Linked DNA regions of Mus musculus: region 2 is linked to region 1. Evidence: chromatin contacts called from public HiChIP or PLAC-seq data. All regions are on one chromosome and are shown on one strand. Each heading gives the region's core, a stretch centred on a gene start, on an enhancer-like site or on the middle of the called end of the contact. The rest is flanking DNA. Distances are from core to core; before and after follow the strand shown.

The links. HiChIP or PLAC-seq counts read pairs in DNA pulled down with a chosen protein or histone mark.
Region 2: an H3K27ac HiChIP or PLAC-seq map of embryonic stem cells shows a contact between it and region 1, with 98 read pairs. The contact joins two enhancer-like sites. A contact is called at or near these places in 1 of 15 datasets of contacts at CTCF or cohesin (the NIH/3T3 cell line), 4 of 484 Hi-C or Micro-C datasets (bone marrow-derived macrophages, embryonic stem cells and nephron progenitors), 10 of 115 datasets of contacts at active chromatin or transcription factors (the HPC-7 cell line, bone marrow-derived macrophages, embryonic stem cells and 4 more) and 3 of 9 other capture datasets (adipose tissue, bone marrow-derived macrophages and liver).

What each region holds. Positions count from the first base shown.
Region 1 is chr1:53,742,637-53,748,840 of GRCm38.p6, forward strand. All of the region lies in intron 4 of Gm32311 (a long non-coding RNA gene), which reads left to right. Among named protein-coding and RNA genes, the nearest start is that of Dnah7a, 39 kb to the left of the region's middle. Within about 2 kb of position 3,430, at least 9 of the 459 cell types and tissues checked have an H3K27ac peak or open chromatin away from gene starts, as enhancers often do. A contact at or near this core is called in embryonic stem cells, where this site is marked.
Region 2 is chr1:53,863,630-53,869,833 of GRCm38.p6, forward strand. Hecw2 (HECT, C2 and WW domain containing E3 ubiquitin protein ligase 2) reads right to left here. Exons shown (of 29, transcript NM_001001883.3): 18 at 5,207-5,290; 19 at 1,412-1,521. Among named protein-coding and RNA genes, the nearest start is that of Mir7681, 17 kb to the left of the region's middle. Within about 2 kb of position 2,977, at least 28 of the 459 cell types and tissues checked have an H3K27ac peak or open chromatin away from gene starts, as enhancers often do. A contact at or near this core is called in embryonic stem cells, where this site is marked.

The sequences.
Region 1 (6,204 bases), core at 2,180-4,679:
ACACCATTTCTGGTTTTTCTCAAACAAACAAACAAGCAAACAAACAAACAAACAAAACAGAGACCACCCAACAGACATCCGGTTCATCTTCAATTCCAAGTGAGCTGGAGTAGCCACTGTGTTGGAGGCAGAAAAGGGAGCAGGGCTTGGCTATGGCTGACACAGCAGCCAATGGATAGTATTACCTTTAAGAACTTGCACTGAGATCTTATGTTGGTGGCTCCCGTGTTGTTAGACCTGGTTATATGAAATCTATTTTTCTATATCAGCAACATTTCTGTTCATGAGGTCTTTACACATTAGAGGGAATGCACAACATGGCCTATTGATTCCTGTTAGATCAGTGGTCTCTCCCCTTTCCTTTCTGCCATGTATCAAAAAAGCAGAGCTACCCCACCTAACCCTTTGGGTCCTGTTTTAGCCCTGGAAGCTCACAATGGACCACTGTCTATAAGATCCTGAGGTTTTTCTCCTTAAATAAGGGAACTAGGCAAGGGCTCACTCTAACCAGTAAATATCTCTCTCCTAAAAGTCCCTTCCCACAACATGCTCGGATATTTGCAAATAAAAGTTCCAATGGAAGACAGCAGTGACCTCCCCTCTAGAATGCAGAAGTCATTTTTTAATATGAGAGGGAAAAATACTTGTTGACATCATAAATTTGCATCATGAAGTTTGCTTAGCCACACTCTATTCAACTATTCAATCACAGACCAGGATGTTCAGTATTGGTGATAGACCATAACTGACTCAAGAATTCTTGGACTCTTCTTCTTTTGTTGGTTTGTGATAGTTTTCATATTATCTTATTATATTTTATTGTTATACTTTTTAAAAATGAATGAATGTATACAAACTAAAAGGTCAACAACTGAACTGTCACTTATGTCTGCTAGAAGAGGATAAATCAGTTTTCTCCAGTACACTGACACTGGGAGTATGAACCATTCAGGAGTAGTTGACCAATATATAAGGCACTCGACAGGTTTTTGGTTTTTTGGGTTTTTTTTTTGTGTGTGTGCATGTGTGTTATTTTATTTTGTCATAGATTAATGGGGGATTGTTTTGTTGTTTTTGTTATTTTATATTTTTGGGTGTGATTTCATGTTTTTAGTTTTGGAGGTTTGTTGTGTGTGGGTTTTTTTTTTTTTTTTGAGAACGAATTTAAAGTTGGGTGGATAGAGAGGGGAGAGGATCTGGAAGGACTTGGAGGAAAGGAAGAATATGATCCAAATATATTTAAATTTTAAAATACTTTGAAATAACAAAATTAATTTTTAAGAAAGACCCCTTCTGTTGCCCATTTTGCTAAAGGCTTGCTCTTCAAGTTACAATCCTCTCCACCTCCTTCAGTCTGTTTTCATCTATGAAAAAACCTTCTTCTAACAAGCCTGATCCCTCTACTTGTGACCATGGTGTCACCTCTCTTGCTGGCATGTTTTCATCACCAAGCACCTTGAAAGCCTAGGTACTGGCTGCTTACACTAAGTCGACTTCGCCCACCCACAACCATCCACAAGCCCTGTTATGCTAGTAGCATGGCTTAAACACTTCCAACTTTTATCTTCTTCCTCCAGATTTCTTGGGGGAAAATGATCTCTACTTATGACTGCTACTTTCTCCCTCTTGGGTTAATTACTTGTAAATTCTCCATTGTGTTGAAATTGATAGGCCTGATGAATGTTTCTCAGTCTTTCTAGAGGACCGCTTGTTGAGCAAAGAAAACTCAGAAGGGTCATTTCTCCCTTAACTGTTAACCTTACACTGCCCTTTTTAAGTTTATTTTTATGTATATGTATGTGTGCCTGTGTGAATTTATGTGTACGATGTGCTTGCAAGTGTCTGTAGAGGCCAGAGGGCATTGGATCCTTTGAAACTGGAGTTAGAAGCCTCTACGAGCAACTTGGTGTGGGCTCTGGTCCTCTGTGAGAGCAATAACTGCTCTTAACTGCTGAGCCATCTCTTCAGCCAAAGCCCATTCTCTTTTTGGCCTCTCCTCTATCTTAATCACATTAGGGCCAGGAGAACAAGTAAAACATCATTGTAATGAACATATAGATTGGGATTGACTAAATGTTCCCTTTTCTATCTTAATTCATTTTTATTGAAAACTTAATAATTCACATTGTTGACAGTTGCCTTTGTGATGATAGTTTAGTAGTTAAAGTGGAAGCTGTTTAGCTTACTAAACTTGCAATCTTTAAAAGATTTTTTTACATTTCAATTATGTCAATTTGTGAGTGTGTCTATGTGCTAGAATGCACACCTGTATATAGGTGCCCATGGAGGTCACAAGACTATGTTGGATCCCCTGGAGCTGGAGTTAGTTGTGAGCCACCTGATATGAGTGCTGGAAACCAGACTCAGGTGGGCAAGAACAGCAAATAAAAACATGTAACCACTGAGTCATCTCTCCAGCCCCATAACTGCCCTTTTAGAGAAAAACTTTGCTGACTCCAATATACATGGTCTAGACAATCTAGATCTAGACTGAAAACTGAGTGGTAGCATCAAGAGATGATTACAAGATGCAGTAAGGAGATATGAATTATAAGTTAAAAATGGGTGCAGTAAGGAACTACAAAAATTGAAATGACAGAGATCCCATGTGTGATAAACACGTAAGTGACACTACCTCAAGCAAGGGATGGTACAGAGGCAAGGGTCAAGATGTGGAGGGGATGGAAGGAGAGGGGTGATGTGCTTTTCTTCGGGATATGCCATGTTTGGGGATGCTTAGATTATACCCAATAGAAATGGTACCTGGCTTAACACCCAGGAGGAAATTCTGAGCTAAAAAGAAAATTCTGGAACCTCTTTCATGCCAGAACAAGATAATAAAGCCTGACCATTCAAGGCAAGGCATACCATTTCAAAGTTGCCCCCATACAGGCCTTTTTCATCACCACAGAATGAATTGCCCAGTTTCACATATCACTTTTTCCAGCACACTTCATAGTTAATCATGTACAGTTGGCCTCAGTATTCTTCAACTTGTTTACATTTGTTTCTCCCAACGTAACACTCCTGGTGCTTAGTGGACATTTGCAGAATACTATCAGTGATCAAAACAGATGCAAACTGAGTTCCTGTCTTAGAGGCTCCTTGCTCTTTGGTTGGCCTGAAGGACTGTCCTGTGCATCCAGTTCCTTGGTCTCTGCCCATGTTGCTCCTACATAGGAAGGATAGCTCTCTGTGTGTCAGAATGAACATCTCCTTTCTTGTACTTAAAATAAAGCTGGCTTTACTCGGATTTTGCTGAATATTTCCTGGGGAGAAACTGGTCTTATATTTTTCAGTGCTGATAAATTGTAACCTCCAGCAAGCCTGAAGCTGGCTGAGCCAGACCTCAACTTTGCTGCCACTAAGGAGATTACCTAGGGTGGAGCCTGCCTTCCTAGATCACTCTATTGTTCAGCCACTGGCGCTGTTCCTCTTCAAGATACTGCTACCTGCTGGGAGGTCACCGAGCTATTCCTGAGACTACACCCTATCCTGCACATGGTCATCTGCAGCTGGGCTCCAAGAATGAATTGGCGGGAATAGGCCTCCCCCTCCTTTATAAGGGCATTCGCCATTAAACATTTGAGCCTGGATCAGGAACTTGTCTTGGTTCCATTTCTCTCTCATCTGCCTAGTTCCCCTCCCTTTTCAGCCCCAGTTTGCCTCCCAGGTGAAACCCAGTTCATGTGAGACACAGGTCGGTTTCCAACAGTTTGGTGCCTAATGTGGGGTCTGAGGAATGGCAGAAAAACACTGGAGGAACGCTGCTTGGTAATGGAGCTCCACAGGAAGAAAAAGAATCAGAGAATTCATATTGGGGCACAGTGAAGCAGCAAGTAAAGTGTTGCTGGAGGTGTGGAAGATACAGGCTAAGGTTGGAATTCGGTGCTAACCCAACGCTGGATTCACTTAGGTTGGCAGCGAATTTTCAGAACTAGGAACTGATCAGGTGATTGTCTGCAGTTTTCAAAAAACTGCTTTAGGCAAGAGGAAAAAGGTTTAAATTAAATAATCAGGCAGATGTCCGCAGACGGGAGCTGCATCAGGCGGCAGAAACAGGGTTTGTAATAATAAAATAATATAGAGGAAAATGGATTTTGAAACTCTCCCAGAGGCAGAGAGAAATTTCAGGGAACACCCTGCCTTTTTCTCTCTAGCCCTTACAGCAGAAGTTCTCTGCCCTCTTTGTGTTGTCTAATGTCTGGTGCACCAGTCTGTTCACGTGTTCAGTTCATGTGTGTTCGTGTCTAGTCATCTGAATGTTCTGTGTTTCATGTTGGAAAATAAAGATGGCTAAAACTTTATCTGCTGGTTCAGCAAGAGAGTGACCACAGGCTTTAGCCAGGATCAGGCACAGCAGGAGGGCTCCTGCTGAAAAAAGTTTTTTGAGAAAGGGAGTCTGCAGCCTCTTAGTTTTGGGGTGAAAAAGCTGATAGATGTTTTTTTTTTTTTCCTGGAGGGTTCTCTGCAATCGTGATTATTGCATTTAGCTAATGACAAGGTGCTTTTTTTTTAATCTCATAGTTATAGCTAGAAAAATTGAAATTCTTTGATTGGTCTAAATTTATTAGACTCGTTTAGCTGCTTCATTTGGTTTTTTACTGGTCTTAGAGGTGTAATATGCTCTGCGTGTCTTAATCACAAGAGTATTAGCTTATTGGGTATGATCAGAAAGGTGTAACACTGGTTACTAGAAAGTTAGCTTTAAATTGGTAACTCAGGTTTGGAAGCTTTCAAACATGTGGCATAAGGCAAGCCAAGAGGCTGGGCTTCTAAAGATACTTCTAGCTGAGATAATATTTAATGTGATTCTTATCCTAGAAAGTAGAATTAAAGATAAGATTTAAAGCAATGTCTCTTTAATGAAGCATTGAAATCTGCACTGTCATGCATCCATAGGTATAAATTGGCAGCCAAATTTCACAATGTGGTAGTGAACTTTTAATGTTGATTCTAAGGTGATAAATTGTTTTGAAATTGGGTTTTGCTTCCCCAAGGTTGTAGTTATACTCTAAAATTGCAAAAGAAACTTAGAAATTCTAAAATCTGTCCTCACGGCAAAATGAACTATGCTCAGAGCAGCATCTGCGCGGCTTGTGTGACTTTCTTTTGCCTTGCAAACGGTGCCTAAGGAAGCTCTGGAAACTTGCCTCTCCTTGCCTTCAGGGAAAATTCCTTTTAGCTAAAAGAGCACCTTTGCAGATCTTCCCAGAAGTTCTATAAAGTTTAAATTCTAAGTTTATAAAAGGTCAATCAGGCTGTAGGATTTATCAGGACATTGTGATTTGACTTGCCTACTTCATGCAAAGTTATTATAGATTTAAGAGTTTGTTTTTTCCTTTACATTCTGATAATTGTAAAGAGTTTTGCTTCTAGTGAGCTTGTAATCACTGCAAAATTTTGCCTCTAGGTATGGCTGAGATGGCTTTACATTATGCAAAAAAAAAAATTTATTATCTCTGCTTCAATATAAGAAGCTAAGAGTTTGAATCTTTCAGTGTATATTGTTTCCTAAGTGGAAAGTATTTTATTAGCTAATGCCTCTCAAGGGAAGTTTACTTTAAATCCTTGCTCTCACACAAGGAGTTTTTAAGTTCTGGGGAGTAGCTGTTGCTCCAGAAAAGATTCAGAGGCAATATCTTTTTAATACTGAGGGTTTTAGCTATACTATAATATTGTGGTACAGAAAATCTAGAACGAAAAATTGATTTGCTTCAAAGTTTTATTTTCAAAAGCTTCCAGGAGATGTTAATTGGCTAAGATCTCACCACAGGAGAATTTAAACTTTTGTTAGGTGCTATTAAGTGAGACGCAAATTAATTGGCAAAGAACAAAAGGCTTTGCAGAAAATAAAGAAAGCTTTTATAATTGTTATCAATTATAATTAATGGTAATTAAATATTAGCTATGCCTACAGCAATTCTTTGGCAAAAGAAAACATTATTGTAAAGTCATTTTTCTTCTCCTCCCAGCTGACCATTGGCCCACTTGGAGCTGCTGCAGGGCAGGGCCTTGGGGTACGCAGCTTTCCCTGAGCGAACCTGGTACTGGCTGCCAGAAAGTGGGTGCCTTTGTAGCGAACTCAGGGGAGGGCCACGCTCACCATTGCCCCCATGAGGCTCTGCCTGTCCCTGCCAGGGGTAGCTGTATTCCCCCTCCGCCCCCCCCTCCCCCCCCCCCCCCCGCTAGAACTCAGGGTGC
Region 2 (6,204 bases), core at 1,727-4,226, 120 kb after region 1:
GCCTTGACATGGGCCCACCGAGGCACCCCCTGCCCCCATACCTCACCACACCTCCATAGGACGTATCTTAATATTTCTTTATTTTTTATGATCACAACAGAAGACCTCAGTGACCACTACTCTGGCCTAAATTTCCAACCTGAATCTTCAGAACTGCCTTTCGTTTCTATTCTTTCTCCTCAGAATCCCACTGTCTCCTCAGCCTATGCTGCCCTTTTATCCAGAGTGTCCTTCTGCCTTTGGCCCATTTGGGAAACTTCCAGTTCTGATTTTTGTTTGCCAGTTTGGTCTTTTTGAGATCTTTTTTTTCCCCTTCACCTAGTCCTGGGAACCAATCCCAGGGCTAGGCAAGTTCCTTACCATCCAGCTAAACTTCAAGCCCCACCTAGCAAATTTCTATTCAGTCATCCTTCAAGGTTCCCTCACCCCTGCTATCTTAGTCTTCCTTAAACAAGTGTTCCCACACCCATGTTCCCAGATGTCTTGCCATCAGGGCACTGACCACTGAGCTATAGACTCACCACTGCCTCACTGCTTCACAGTGAACCCGTCAAAAGCAGAGACTGTAGTATTCATTTCACACGGCCATGCTCTAACTCAGCACTTGCATCACAGTTGGATGCTCAATAAATCTGTGTTACACAGACAGATTAATAGAGCTTTTCCTGTTTGTGGTATTCAATTAGACTGTAGCTTTATTATCAGAGCAATGTGTGAGAACACAAGTTAATACATCAAAGAGCATAGTAGCTTTCAGTGTCACAACCGAAGTTTGATTTTCTACTGAAATAGTGTAAATAACACATTGCCTGTAAAAAGATATAGTTGATATTCTGTCAACATCATGGCTACCTTCGGTAAAAAAATCATTTGTAAAGATCGACTCCATATCATTTACACACCTGAGCATTCATCACCCCCTAATTCCCATCTGCCTCTTCTAAAAGAGTTCAAATAAGTTTCACCCATTAGCTTGTTTCATCCGCCCATTCATCCCCCTCACACCATCTTAGACAATTAGTTAATACAACAGGAGAAAAATACCCAAGTCCATTATACCAAATAGTTTAAACTCTCAACTTTTTTTTCTTGAGAGTGGAAACATTTTTATTGTCTATCAAAGCTGTACCCCAACTAACTTTTTAAATCAAAAGAGCTCGCAAAATATTTTGTGCCCTAATATTTTCCAAGAAACATTAAGCAGTAGGCAGCAGGATGTAAAGTAGATTCTACAGCAGGATATGTTACACTACTGCCATTTATCTTTATAAGCTTTCAGTCAAAATGAACTTACAAGGAAGCGAGCTACTTAAAAAGGCAGCAAATACCACGCAGTGTGTCCTTATCAGCAGGCAGAGCACTCCATACCTGTGCTTCTCAGAGAATTCCCATATGTAGTAGGAAGACTCACCTGGTGAGTTCTGGGGAGATGATACGGGGGAGCCACGCGGGGACTGACAGTAGCTGGGGTGGAGTAAGGCATGAGGAGGCACATATGACATTATCTCTTCCTCGAATAAGCTAGGAAAAGACATGGAACAGAGGATATACGTTAGCCAATGAGGCCAAGTAAGCTGCTTCCACAGTGAGGAGGAGGTAGGATTCTATGAGGGCTTTCTTGTTTTCTTCCATTGTGATTTAACAGGTAGTTTCCTTCCATAGTTTCATACTCAGAAACATCCGTGCACAGATAAAACATAGTTTTGTCATAAACATTGCTAAATGTTGTCTGTAAGTATTTATTATGCTTGAATTTTACCTACATCCTCAATCAAAAATATTATTGTAGTCTGATATCTGTGTGGATACATAAAGGTTTAGGTGGCTGTATATCAGGCCATTCTATGAATATACTAGTTTATTATCCCTATGTCTTTCCCCAACTTCCTGCTTTTTATTACCAATGGCACCAAGAATGTTCTCTACATGGTATCCCCTGTACCTGTGAGTTTCATAGTGTGAATACAGTACATATACAAAGTCAGATTTGTTCAGTCAAAGCACACACCCACCCAATCCACCCTGACCTCTTCATCAAGCCCTGCATCTTTTGCTATACAACTTTAAAACTTTTTATACATCCAAATTTACTAATTACTTCCTATTTCATATGTCTGAATTTACTAATCACTCGATAAACCTGATAAAAGTACATTTTAAATCAAATCAGTTATTGAGAGTATATAGGAAATGAATAATCAATAACAAATTCAAGTCATTTACATTTTTTATATTTTATAATAGCAATAGAAAAATATCTTTACATGGGTTTAATGTGATTTGAATCATATCCTAAAGCTACACAGACTCTCTCACACCTTAGTGTACAGATAACCAAGTACATTTTTACCAGAACTAATTCTCTTCTTTAAAATATAAAACACCAAGGAGACACAGATTCACTTAGTATGTGGCAAGCACACTCTTAAGCCTTTGACTGAAATAAACTTAAAGTAAAATACAGAAGAACTTAGAATGTGAATAGACAACCCCCCACTTCCAATAAGTAGTAAATATTATTTATTAAAGACAGATAGTATATTGCTTCATTGCATACTATTAATAAATACATTTAATAAATGAAATGACAGTCAAGACCTAAATGTACAACATGCCATAACTGTAGAATCACTATGTGTGAGTAAATTTTCCAACTTCTTCAAAGGCCCTTTAGTTTCAGTGAACATACTTATTTCCCCAAGCAGGTGAGGAAGCAATCTTGCTCTTTATTTGTGAGATCGTTTTACATATAAGAAACTCAGATAGACTGTGGTAGTTAGCTATAATTAACTAAGATATTTAAGACTTACCATCTAAAGACTGTTTAACTAAGGAGAGAAGAAGATTGAGACTTGTAGCCAAGGCCATGCCATTTTAAAAAGCTTTTCCCTTTTGGTTTCTGGGCAGTGAGACTACAGCAATCCTCATTCCAGACATATTTTCCTAATCCCGCCTCTCCCCCTGCTGACACCTGACAATGGCTGCCCAGGGATGTTTACCCACCACAAGACATTCTTTTTCTTAATACTCAGCTTTCATCCTTTGCTCCCTGTAATGGCTGATTTCAGACTCCTCCCCAGTCTCCCCTTCTGCCCTATACTGACTTCGGTGCATAAGGCAGACTTTCCATCCTTAGGGATTCTCCTCTAGAGACTTTTACCAACCCCCCACCCCCCACCCCCACACATTAAAAGTCTCTACTGTCAGAGGTTGTTTGTTCCCTGTTTCTACTTCTGCCCGCCTTTCAAAAACATATGACTTTTGTTTTTCTATACTTTATTTTTATAGAAACATCTTATTCTTGCACTAGCAGATCAATAGTGTTCCTGACTATCTGGCAGGCTATACTCTTTCTAGAACTAATTCAGTACAGGTCAGTTAAAAGGGTCAGTCACCTGCTAGATTGAGAAGTGACACACCCTCCTCAAAGGTCTTAAGAGTCAAAAGATGGGGAGTAATTGAATCCTTTGGAATCTTGCTTTCATAGCAACAAAAATGGAAAGGGCTTTTCAGCAAGATATAGGACAACAGAGAGAGAGAGAGAGAGAGAGAGAGAGAGAGAGAGAGAGAGAGAGAGTCAAGGTCAAGACCAACATAGAAAACACACAAGCCCAGCCTGGTCTACAAAGTGAGTTCCAGGACAGCCAGGACTATACAGAGAAACCCTGTCTCAGAAAACAAAAAACAAACAAAAAAAGAAAACACACAAGCCTGGCCACGATGGTGGGCTCCTTCAATCCCAGCACAGGGAGGCAGAGGCAGGCTAGACCTCTGAGTCTGGTCTACAGAGTGAGTTCCTGTACAGACAGGTCTATACAGAAAAGCCCTGTCTCAAGAAAAAGAAAATAGCAAGAAAGCAAACAAAACACTGCCCTGTGGCATTGTTTAGCCCTCAGGGATAAACAAAGCATTGCCTGAGGGGTGTTGATCCTATGGAGACCTCCAGGGCAGTTTCCCAGCCACTGGATCCTGCAAAAGCATTTTATTTCTAATTTGCCTATAGTTGAGGGTTGATGTCAAACATGAGAAAGGTCTTTTTTTTTTTTTTAAACAACAACAAAAACCTTAAACTGGGTGTGGTGGCGCACACCTTTAATCCCAGTACTTGGGAGGCAGAGGCAGGTGGATTTCTGAGTTCGAGGCCAGCCTGGTCTATAGAGTGAGTTCCAGGACAACCAAGACTACATAGAGAAACCCTGTCTCGAAAAACAAAACAAACAGACAAAAAAAAAAAAAAAACCCTTTACAGTTGTCCTTCCAAAGTACTCTGAAATTTAAAAACTGAATCATTCTAACCACCACGAAGGGCAATACAATGGGTCTGTTCCACGAAGCGCCTAAATCCGCAGAACCATTGACCAAACCTTAAACTCTTAAAAACCATAAAGTAAATAAGCTACTCCTGAAACCAGCAAAAGGAGAGAAAGCACATGTTGGAAAAAGAAAAGAAAAAAGTGGAAAGAAAACTGAAAGATGACTTTTTGGTTTCAGCCTGGGACAAGGGACTGGCGTGCATATTTTCTCTACCAAAGCAGACCTGGTCCCCAGGTTCTCCCAGAATCCCTCAGTGCCTGCCTGACATACCCAAACCTGAACTTTCCAGCCCAAGGGCTGGGCTGCCCTTCCCCCAGAGGCTCATTCCTATATAACCCAGACATTTTTGGATTCTCTCTTCTCCCTTCTCTCTCTGCAATATGCTCCTTTCTCTCTCCTTCCTCTATGGCAACTTCCATGACCTTGGTCCTTGGGGCCAGTGAACTCCCTATTAGAATGCAGCTTCCCAATAAACTCATCTTTATATAATCTAATCTGGTTTAAACTGGCTTATTATTTTTGGTACTTATTAAGTGGCGGGAAAATAACCTATCAATGACCTCTCCCCTGCCCCAGGGTAAGCTGCACGTACTTCTTCGGTTAACTTCCATTCTACTCAATGAGTGTGGTATTTGATTTGTTTGTCTGTATATCCTTTTCGTCTCTCAGCAGTGTAGAAGCATGAGTAAGCTAATTTTAGGGGTACCCGATGTAATCTGAAATAAATTACCCTGAAAGCTGCATCCTAAGTTTTCAATATGACGATTTCCTTATGATTCCGAGGAGAAAGGAGGCATTTTAAGGCTACCAACACTGTGGCATATTATTTTCAAAAACATCCCAAAGTATCTGACAGCAGGAGACTTCCACCTGAGGCCCCAGTGTCACATACCTCAGTAACATGACAAGGTCTGCATCGCTTGAGAGCCGCACCAATCCAGGGGTCCCTTCCGTTCGGATAAATTGGATCTTCTCCCTGTTGAGGCAAGGAAACGGTACAGATGCTCATGATAGGCTTTGTGGATGTAACTTATTGGAGAGCCATATTTTCTATCATGGTTGTAGCATTTTTTTGTACTTAATAAGTGGCACTGTGCTATGGGACTTTAGGAATACAAATCCCCAAAGGGCACACTCCTTGCTTTTGAGAAGAACACTGCTGGGATGAAGTGGTTGAATGCTTGCCTAGCATGCAAGAGGCCCTGAATCCATCCCCAGCACTACAAGAAAAAACAAACAGCCAGGCAGTGGTGGCCACACCTTTAATCCCAGCATTTGGGAGGCAGAGGCAGGCAGATTTCTGAGTTTGAGGCCAGCCTCATCTACAGAGTGAGTTCCAGGACAGCCGGGGCTATACAGAGAAACCCTGTCTCAAAAAATAAAAAATAAAAAAGTAAAAAGTTTAAAAAAAAAAAAAAGGTACAAAGCAAAACATACAAGGAAAGGACCCTGTGAGCAACAACAACTTCTAATGTTGGGAGAAAACAATTATTCTGCCACCTAAGTAGCATCATAGACCGCACTATTCCAGACAGTAAAACCAATCCCCTTTCTGGGTTAAGGCCACCTGGGAGTTTGCATCTAAGCAACAATTTGAAAGGGTGACTCCACTCTCTTTAGAAAGCAATCCCCCAGATTTATCCCCTGCCATTCAAAAGGTATGGGTACAATATCCAGCTGTTTTCCTGAGGATAAACCTGTAAGTTACATGTGGTACAAACAGTACCTGTGACTGTGCTTATAGCTTCAGTAAAAGAAAAATAAAATAAAATAAAAATAAAAAAGAGCATGGCTATTTTAAATAATGAAAACGTGAAACATTTTTAATTGCTAAGACTGGGAAAGTAGATATTGTGTATAATGTAGAAAAGTAAATAGCCCTCCCATACC